Linked DNA regions of Ovis aries: region 2 is linked to region 1. A link is a contact called in public Hi-C data. All regions are on one chromosome and are shown on one strand. Each heading gives the region's core, a stretch centred on a gene start, on an enhancer-like site or on the middle of the called end of the contact. The rest is flanking DNA. Distances are from core to core; before and after follow the strand shown. Region 1 holds the start of NDEL1 (nudE neurodevelopment protein 1 like 1). Region 2 overlaps NDEL1 (nudE neurodevelopment protein 1 like 1).

Region 1 (4,766 bases), core at 324-2,823:
TTTAAGACCCTGAAGGAGGAGTTCCTAACTCATCTCTGTTGACTGTAGCATAGGGTCTTGTGTCTGGCGATAGTGTTTAATAAGTCAGTGTTTGTGAAATGAATAAATCCAACTTCTCAAGCCTAGCTTATGTGCATGAGGGGTGTGTGTGTGTATGCACGCGCTTTTCCTGCACAGGAGCGTGTGAAGTTCAGACAATGAAGTCATTCTACCTTCTTTTTTTTTTTTTTTTTAATAGTTTTATTTATTTATTGGCTGCACAGCGTCCTCCTTGCTGCCTGGGCCTTTCTCTGGTTGCACAGAGTGGGGGCTGCTCTAGTTGCAGGGCCCGGGCTTCTTGTTGCTGCGGCTTCTCTTGTTGCAGAGCACAGGCTCTAGGGCACAGGGTCAATAGTTGTGGTGCACAGGCTTGGGCTTAGTAGCTCCATGACATGTGGGATCTTCCTGCACCAGGTATAGAACCAGTATCTCCTGCATTGGCAGGCAGGCAGATTCTTTATCACTGAGCCACCAGGGAAAGCCCCTACCTTCTATTCTAATGGCTTTTGGAATCCACACCAAAATTCTCCCCACCCCCTCAAGTCACAATAGATTGAGAACTTTCGTCTGGCTGGAGATGGGAGGATGAGCCCACCACTGGGTTAGAGCCTTACTTAGCCACTGTACACCAATGTTGTCTTTGAAAAAGCCTGATCTCTGGCAGATTCTCCAGGAGGTGAGTCTGGGAAGGGGAGGGAAGATGGGCTAGGAAAGAAGGAGGGACAAGTGATGGAATCTGAGGCTTTTAAAGAAGAAATCCCCCCGGGAAAACAATCCAGTGGTTTGTTTTGGTAATTTTTGCCACATCAAAGTACTGCATGTACAACTGTTGATTTTTCTTAAAAACAAAAATAACAAATAGGAGCCATATTTTAAACATAAATATTTACTCTCACCTCATTCTGAGCATCCATACTGTGAAATCACAGGTCTGATGTTCTAATCATATTTTAATGAACAGCAATATGAATACATAATAAGCAAAAAAAAGATTCACTTGGGTACCACCGGAAGCGGTGGCGTGCATAGGCCTCTGAACACGCTGATCTGAGACGTGCACGGAGCTTTGCACACCCTGATCTGAAACGTATGAATGGGGATGAGGACCCTGGGAGCTACAGAGGCTCAGGATGGTCTCAGAGCTGAAAGGGTCCACTTCAGGACTCTTGAAGGCTGAGCCCAAGGCTGGTTTCAGTGCTTGAGAGCCCACTGGCCGGGAAGCCACAGAGTGGGATGAACCAAAGGAATCCTGCGCAAAAGAGAAAACTAGCTTGGACTTGAGGATGAACCTGGCAAGAACCGACGGTGGCTCGAGGGTACTGCGGGCTGCGGGAGGAGGCCGAAGGGAGCAGGGGTGGGGCACCGGGCGAGCAGGAAGGCTGAGTCACGTCCCAGTCGCGTACGAGCCGGCGTGGATTGCGTCCTGCAGCTAACTCACCTGGGCTGCGTGCGTCCCCGCCCCATTCCCTGCACCGTCATAAAGCGCCAGCCGCAGGGGCAGAGATGCTCTGGGACAGGTGGGGGAAGGGAAGCTAAAGAGCAGGGAAGATTTGTTCGCCGGGCGGTTCGTGGAAAGGAAACTTCGCACTTCCTAGGGGGTGGCAGCTGTAGGAGAAAGACTGTTTGAAATTAGCCCTTTGTTGGAGGATTTTCTCAGCCTTCACTCTTCATCCGGAGCTGAATGCCTCACTGACAGCTGAGAGTGCTCAGTGCTTGAGACAGGTAAGGCCAGGGTCAGGGAGGAAAAAAATCAGGAATCAGGAGAGGAAAAAAAATGTTCTTTTGTAAATAAAAATAGTGCTTCGTGTTGAAAAAAAGTGGAAATTTCATAAAAAGCACACATGAAAACATCAGCTTTATGCCACCTCTACAGATAAATATTATAAATATTTTTGTTTATTCTTTCAGCTCCTATATATATAGCTATGCTAAAAATAATTATATATTATGTATAATTATAGCATGTAATGATTTTAGAATAAGTGGAATCACACTGAATAAACACTTTTAGGACCTGACTTTTTCAGCACCTGAAAACTTTATTTTCTTTTACACCCTTATTTTTAATGGATTGTTGTTCAGTTTCTGAGTTGTATCCGACTCTTTTGGACCCAATGGACTGCAGCATATCAGGTTTTCCTGTCCTTCACTATCTCTTGGAGTTTGCTCAAACTCATGTCCATTGAGTCGATGATATAGTCATTTATTTAATTAATGTATCTATCGATTGACATTTAAGTTTCCAATTTCCCCCTATTATAAAATTTTCTGTAATGTGTTTTTTTAATTGCAAAATCTTGGTGTTATTTCCTTTATCAAACCTAAAAATAAACAGCCAATTATATTGCTAGCAAATAAAAAGTTTTTGTTTTCTTTTTTCCAGAATAGTAGAGAAATTGCAATTTGGGGCAAGAAAGCTATAGCAAAAGTCATAGGCAAGTCCAACAAAGGAGAGGAATGTTACTTTGTAGAGCAAAAGGAGGCAGTTGGAGTTAATATGAAGAAAGTCCACTGGGGGAAAAGGAGAGTTCAGGCTGGAGGGCACTTCCCATTGGCTGGTCTGGTTGCTGGGTGAGAAAAATTCTTCCTTTTGGGGTCTGTAATTGATGTGGAGTGGTAGCATGTGAGAGTTCTCCCTTCTGGCCACCCAACTTCATTTAATTTAATTAATTAATTTAATAGCTTTTGGCCACACCACAGGGCATGCAGGATCTTGGTTCCCTGATTAGGGATCCACCCCATGCCCCTTGTAGTGGAAGTGGGGAGTCTTAACCACTGGACCAGCAGGGAAGTCCCTCAGCTTCATTTTAAATGGGAATTCCCTGGCAGTCCAAAGGTTAGGACCCGAGTTTTTACTGCTGAGGCCTTGCAGGCCAGCCAAAAAAGAAAAAAAGAGGTTTCCTTTCTTCTGTTTCACACTTTAAATAATTATTAGAAATGGAATGGAGGAGTCAAAGTATAATATAATTTTAAAGACATGGTAAAAATTGTCAAATTCCCTTTCATAAACTGTGCCAATTTAAACTTCCTCCAGTAGCATATGAAATTGCCTTGTCTCACCCACCTTGCTTGGGTATTATTATAAATTGGTCTTTACCCCACTCTCCCCAGTACGTTCAAGAAAGTAGATGGAGAACTAGAAACAATTTTTTTTAAAGAACTAAGTGGAAATTCTAGAATCAAAAAATACAATTCCTTAAAAAAACCACAACTCTATAGATGGGTTTAACAACAGGTTACTATTATTATTGTTGTGTTGATTATTTTTTGGCCACATTGTGTGTCTTGTGAGATCTTAGTTCCCCAACCAGGGATTGAATCTGTGTCACAGCAGTGAAAGCGCTGAATCCCAACCACTGGACTGCCAGGGAATTCCCAGGTTAGATATAACAGAAGACAGGATTAGTAAACTGAAAGCTAAGTGGGCAGAAAATACTCAGTCTGAAGGATGGGACTGGGGTTGGGAGGAAGATGGAAAATACAGAAAAGAGCATAAGAGAATATGGAATGTGATGTAAAGGTCTAAATACATTTAAAAGAGTGACTTGTTCAGAAGCAATAGATGAAGAGTTATGGATCACAAATTTTACAATATTAGTAAAAAACATTCAACCACAAATTCAAGAAACTCTACAAATCTCCAACAAAATACATACCACTCCCCCCCCAAAAAATCGCTACCTGACCGCACTGTAGTAAAACTTCTGAAAACCAAAGTCAAAGATAATTTTGAAAAATTGTCTGAGAAGAAAAGACACATCACCTTCAGAGAAGCAAAATAGTACATCTGATTTCCAAGATAAATGTGCAATCCAAGAGAGGGTGCATGCCAAGACTACATGCTAGAACCTTTTAAGGACTGAAAGAAAATAGCTGCCAACCTAGAATTTTATTCAGAGAAAAGTATTCTTAAAAAATATAGGTGGAGGGACTTCCTTGGTGGTCCAGTGGTTAAGACTGTGCACTTCCAATGCAGGGGGCGGGGTTTGATCCCTGTTCAAGGGAACTAAGATCCCACATGCAGGGTGGCTTGGCCAAAAAAAAAAAAAAGAAGGTGGAATGAAGTTTACAGATGAAAATAGAATTCACTGCTGAAAGAGCTTCACTAAAAGTCCCGAAATAAACAAATGAAACTACTAAATAATGTTCTTTTTTTATTTTTAATTTTTATTGGGGGTAGAGGACGTTCTTTAGGCAGAATGAAAATGATACCCGTGGAAGCAAAATCATACAGGAATGAATGAATGACGGGAGGTAAATGAGTGGGGAAAATACATGAGTATTGATTGCATAAAATAAAAATAATATCTTTAGAGTTTAAAAATTCATAAAAATTAAAATACTTGATGAAAATAGAAAGCAGGAGGAGGATAAATGGAGTTAAATTGTAATCTTGCATTACTCTGGGAGTGGGATTGCTTGATAACCATTAAAATGATAATGAAGCACTAAAAATAATAAAAGTATAATTAGGATAATGGAAAAAGCAATAATTTAAAAAATCTAATTCAAAAGAAGAAAGGTTTAAAATAGGGACACTTTTTAAAAATGTCTTTGACTAATGGCATTTCTTCCATTATGAGCTTACCTATATCTTTTGCATAATACTCTATTTAGATATTTTCCTTCTGTGATTGATTTTAGATAGATATAAACAGAGGTAAATAGAAATATGTCCATGTGAATGTCCACGTGAATATGTCCATGTGAATTCTTTCTTATACAGA
Region 2 (5,179 bases), core at 371-2,870, 61 kb after region 1:
ACACGCAGTTGCAGCTTTCTAAAACAGAAGTGAAAAGATGGACTAGTTTTACTCTGTGGATCCTAAATTTTCCTGTTAAGTGGCCCAAATTTTGAAGCCACGAGACTGATTTTCTTTCACTGAAGACATGTGCTAGGAGTTGTGAGATCTAAGTAGCACAAAGCAGGGGCTCCCTGGACCTGCCAGGTGACTGGGCTGAGGCCTCCTTGGGGAAATTTTACCACGCAGATGCCCTTAGGTTCCACCCCAGAACTGCCTAGTGAGGAGAGTTCTGTATTTCATAGATGCTTAAGTGCCAGCAATCATAAGACATACCTTTATTTTGTAAAGCAGTAGAAGTGTGCAATTCTAACTATGAAAATGCTTATTATTAAGACTTTGTATTTAAATTTATGTTTGGCTGTGCTTTGTTGCTACATGGGCTTTCTCCAGTAGTGGAGCGTGGGCTTCTCATTGCAGTAGCTTCTCTCGTTGCAGAGCATGGGCTCTAGAGCTCAGGTTTCAATAGGGGCTTTGCTGCTCCACAGAATTTGGAATCTTCCTGGATCAGGGATCAAACCCATCGTCTCCTACATTGGCAGGCGGATTCTTATCCACTGAGCCGTTGGCAAAGCCCCAAGACTTTGTATTTATTTAAAGAGCCCTTCTAGACTTTATGCAAATTTTCATTATATCACACTTATTTAATTCATGTACAGAAAGGAAAATGTGAGACATACTCCTAGACTTCACATTGTAATTCCGATGTTCTGAATTGTGTCTTGACCCAAGGGGTCCTTTTCCATGTTTTCCTGAGCAATGTCATCCTCTGCGGCACAGTGAGCACTGGCTGTGCAGCTCTGCTCCGCTGCTGGCTCCAGAACTTTCTTCTAAGCTGCTGATACTCTCACTACAAGATCTGGTGCTGGGCTTTAATGACCTCACCAGGAGTCAGGCAGTGACAACCACATGACAGCTGCCACCTCCTGAAGGTGATTGTGGGGTGCCTGAGTTGACACACGTGCGAACAGGAGCATCTCAGCTTCCATATGGTATGGTCCTTGACGGAGGCAGCACTCTGCTCAGATGTCCCAGTCAGATCCAGTGTTGAACAGTCCGATTATGTCACATTACATCTTGAGTAAGCTTCACTACATCCAGTTAGTGGGCATGGAATCTATTATTGGCCTTCTTTGAAAAAATAAACAGGCCTCAGTGCTGTAATGCATCAAACGTGAGTTTGTAATCTTGGCTCAAGGCTTGGGGACATGATCATACTTGTACATGTGGTACACAGATGCTGTAATTATGGTAATCATACTTTGTGTGTGTGGTACATGGATGCTGTAATTACGGTAATCATACTTTGTGCATGTACATGGATGCTGTAATTACGGTAATCATACTTTCTACATGCAGTACATGGTGGTGTAATTAGGGTTAACATTCTTGGGAAACTGGTATTATCATGTCAATATACCCTTACTGGTAAGTTTCGTACTACATTTCTGAAAAGGATTGTATGAGACATTTCACATGATTTGCTAGATTCCCAAAAGATGGTGGCTACATAAGGAAGTAGACTGCCCGGTTGGTCCTGATGGTGCGCAGATGCAGCATTTCAGCAAACGTGCAGTATTTGGGAAAGCTCTCGGGGCCGGGACTGGGAAACCTCTGTGGATGGGGACTCCCCTCAGCTTTCAGCCATGGGCTTCCCTCAGGCCTGCCTGCCTAACTAGGGGGTGAGGAGCCATCGTGTCCACTTTCTAGATTCTAACTCATGGACTGTTGTGATTTTTTTTAAGGAAGTGGTGGTTCCTAGAGTCTGAACTGTGGGCTCTTCCTGTCTTGATAAACATGTCTGTTGTCATAGCAACATTGGCTTCAGGAGGAAAGGGACATGAGTCAGTGATACAGAGAGCCATAGGGAAGGCTGGTTAAGAATTTGGTTTCTACCTCATTTCATTTTAGTTGAGGTTTCCAGGAAGGGGGAAAGTTGGTGACAGAAAGGGTGCTTGTCTTCCTGATGTCAGCATGCCTAGGATAGGCAGGCTGGGAACAGGTGTGTTATCTCTGCTAAAGAAAGAGAGTCTTCTAGAATGTCTGCATTCTAAGAGAGTTCATCTAGACTGCATTCCACAAAAGGCTAAGGTTTCTCCACACATTCTGGAACCCCCCCTCTCATTGGACCATATGCCCGTGGCTGGGCGCTGGCCAGCTGCTTTGTCTTTGACATGCCCAGAACCCAGCTCCCAGCTATAGTTGCGTTTCATGAACAACCTCAGACTATGAAGCAGTGGTTTGTTTAGTGAAGAAAGGTCCTGTCTAGATAGCGTCTTTGTGGAATCAGGAATTGGAATCTATTCATGTAGGTCGTGTTTCTCCTGAGCTGGCAAACAGTATGACGTGAACACCAGTTAAACCAGCTAGCAAGGAAAGGATTCTTTTTCAGAAAAGCCTCTGAATTCCACAAACCCTTGGACTGAGATACCAAAAGCAAGGGTGAGAAGACATGAGAGAGGGTAAGTGCAACTCACCTTTTCTCCTGTGGTAGTGACAATTTTGAGAAAGGGAACACTTTAGCCCATTTTCCATATCCTCGCAACTGCTAAGCAGCTTCAGTATGTACTTCAGACCACTGGAACCAGCCTAACTTGAGCATATTAAAAAAAAAACAAACCAGCATGGCTACATGACTGTGTTCCCCTAGATTTCTCTCTGGCCCATCCTACCTGGCCCACAGCTGCCCGTGGATCACACCACCGAATCCTCCCAAAAGCATTTTTAACGTGCATCCTGTCTGAAAATAGCCTGAAACTTATCAGGCCTCTTGAAATACTCTAATCCAGTAATGGGCTTCACTGATTGGACACTGAAACAAACCCTCCTCGAGGCTTCATCCCACAGTCCTGGACCGCTCATCGGGAGAGCAGGACAGCCGCCAGCCCGCCCAGAGAACTCACCTGTCACCTGACAGTTTCTGGGCGTGCGGTGCCCTTAGAACAAGCAGCCTGGCTATCAGCACGGTAAGTCTACATAGCGTCCAACCAGAACAGAAGGTGAGAAAACAGATTGCACATTCACATGATTATTCTTGTTTATTGAGGTCTGTTTATTCTCCACGGGTGCTTTTTCCTCCAAGTAAACAGAGCAGGCGTAAATATCTATAATGAATAAATTTATTGTCTTACAAAAATCATTGTCTAGAAATATGGGAATACAAGAAAAGATATTTGCAGTCAGGTGTCTGGTGGTCAACAGCCAATACAATTCATAAAGGGGGAAAAATCAAAGATTCCAAACCCACATGACAAATTCTTCCCAACAGATGTTAAAGCTTTTAACCCAAAAGGTTTGTGTTTTCAAGCATGTTGCAGAGGATCAAGGATTTATAATTAACACTGATTCATTGTCACTGAATGTTTATAATACCACTTAGACTAGAGAGGTACATGATCTGAAGCACAGTCAAAACTTAATACATTAAATTGTTACAGAGGCAAATAATATATTTAACATTGTCTTAGTACTGTAGTGTCTAAGGCACTTTCTGTAATGTCAGTTTGATTAACTATCAACCCAAAACAGAATGCTAATGTTTACTGTAACACTGTCCTGAGGGGGTGGGGAGGGAAAAATGAAAAAGGAGTCATCCACTGGCATGTCAACATTCAGGCGGGTGGCCTCTGTTCCCGAGGTGCTGTCCCCCTCATTGACAGACTTGAACAAGTCTCGGACACAAAACCAATCTTCCCATTTTGGGCTCAAAGCAGCGGCTGAATTTGCAAGGTCAGCATGAGAGCCTGGCTGGCGAGGAAGGGTGTCCCCCTAGCTTCTGCTCTGGGGGGCCTGTGGCTGCGAGGAGCAGACCATCTAGAAGTCACTGTGATGGCTGCCCCTGGGCCTCAGCTGCGTCGTGGCCACTGTCCTGCTGGCACAGAGCAGCTCCGGCCGAAGACAGTTCACGTGAAGAGATGCGGGGACCCCACGACTTGAGGGAGAGGGGCACTGTAACCCCCATGGATGCTGCTTCCCCCAACCCACCCCCCATCTCACGGAAGCCCCTTTCACAGTTTGCGCACTGAAATAGTGTCAATCCTCATCTGAAGGAAATGAGAGCTACAGGTGCAGTTTAGGTTTCACAACGTTCTAAGGGACTTGATATGGCTGCGGAGGCAGGGGCCACGTGAACACAGAACTAAGGTAGCTGTCCGTACGACAGAGCATGCAGAGCGACGGGGTGGCAACCGCTAGGCGGCCCCATGACCCAGCGACTGGCAGCGGGTCTGGAGTTAGTTTGAAAAAGGGTTCTCTTAACATGTATTATAAAATGGTCTCTTGGTGGATATATGGAAAATAGATGCAATGATGAGGCGATCTGTTTAATATGTGTAGGTTTTGTGTGTGTATATATATATATATATATAAAAAGGGGAGCAATTGTACCTAAATCTGAAGCAGGAGACGTGTGTGTAGGCCATGAGGCCTTAAGACACAGTTGATCTCTCAGGAAGGCGTCTCGCAGCTCGCCGGTTCCCCAGATCTGCAGGAGGCCCCGAGGTGGGGGCGCCGGTGACTTCCTGCATGTCCCGCGATATTGCCTCCTCTAGCTTCCTTGGACTTACTCGGACTGTGGTGGCTGCGTCTCATTGATGTCACTGGTCTTACTTTCTGTGTCGTCGTCCGACAGCTCCAGGGATGCGCCCTCAATGTGCAGCTGGCGCCGGCCTGATCGGCTGGAGGAGAAGCTGATCGGGCCGCCTCGCCTGGAGGGAACAGAAAGCAGGTGCACATGGCTGCCAAGTCGTCCACCCACCTGAGGATTCAAAGCTCCCTGCCCAGGATGCAGCCCCTGGGGTGGTGGGGAGATCAGAAGGGCTCTGTGCTTAGCCACCACTGCCACCTGCTGAGCATCGTCCTGGGGGCCGTGGTGGCTGGCCCCTGCTGTCCCTCCCAGACACAGTGAGGACAGCACCACCAGCTCATCCCCGGCCAGGTGCTCCCCAAAGCGCAGATGGAGAGGAAATGCTCTGTGCAGGCTTTGCGGGCCTCCTAAGGTCTCTGCTGGTCTTTTTACAGCCTTTAGCAATGTTAACACCACTCTTAGCATACGGCAGCAGGGCAGACAGGCTCCAGCCCACAGGCCACACCTGTGCTAAGCTGTCCTAGGGAGAAGCCTTGGCTCCCTGTCTCCTGGGGT

What was found. A called contact is a pair of places that touch in the nucleus more often than the background predicts.
Region 2: a Hi-C map of tail adipose tissue shows a contact between it and region 1, with 2.4 times the contacts expected there. The contact joins the enhancer-like site here to the promoter of NDEL1 in region 1. A contact is called at or near these places in 4 of 16 Hi-C or Micro-C datasets (liver, mixed tissues, muscle and 1 more).

The regions. Positions count from the first base shown.
Region 1 is chr11:27,816,081-27,820,846 of ARS-UI_Ramb_v3.0, forward strand. NDEL1 (nudE neurodevelopment protein 1 like 1) reads left to right here and starts at 1,574. Exons shown (of 11, transcript XM_042256673.2): 1 at 1,574-1,761.
Region 2 is chr11:27,877,476-27,882,654 of ARS-UI_Ramb_v3.0, forward strand. NDEL1 (nudE neurodevelopment protein 1 like 1) reads left to right here. Exons shown (of 11, transcript XM_042256673.2): 11 at 1-2,658. MYH10 (myosin heavy chain 10) reads right to left here. Exons shown (of 44, transcript XM_060394825.1): 44 at 3,141-4,745. The coding sequence ends at 4,601. Among named protein-coding and RNA genes, the nearest start is that of NDEL1, 62 kb to the left of the region's middle. Within about 2 kb of position 1,621, at least 6 of the 54 cell types and tissues checked have an H3K27ac peak or open chromatin away from gene starts, as enhancers often do.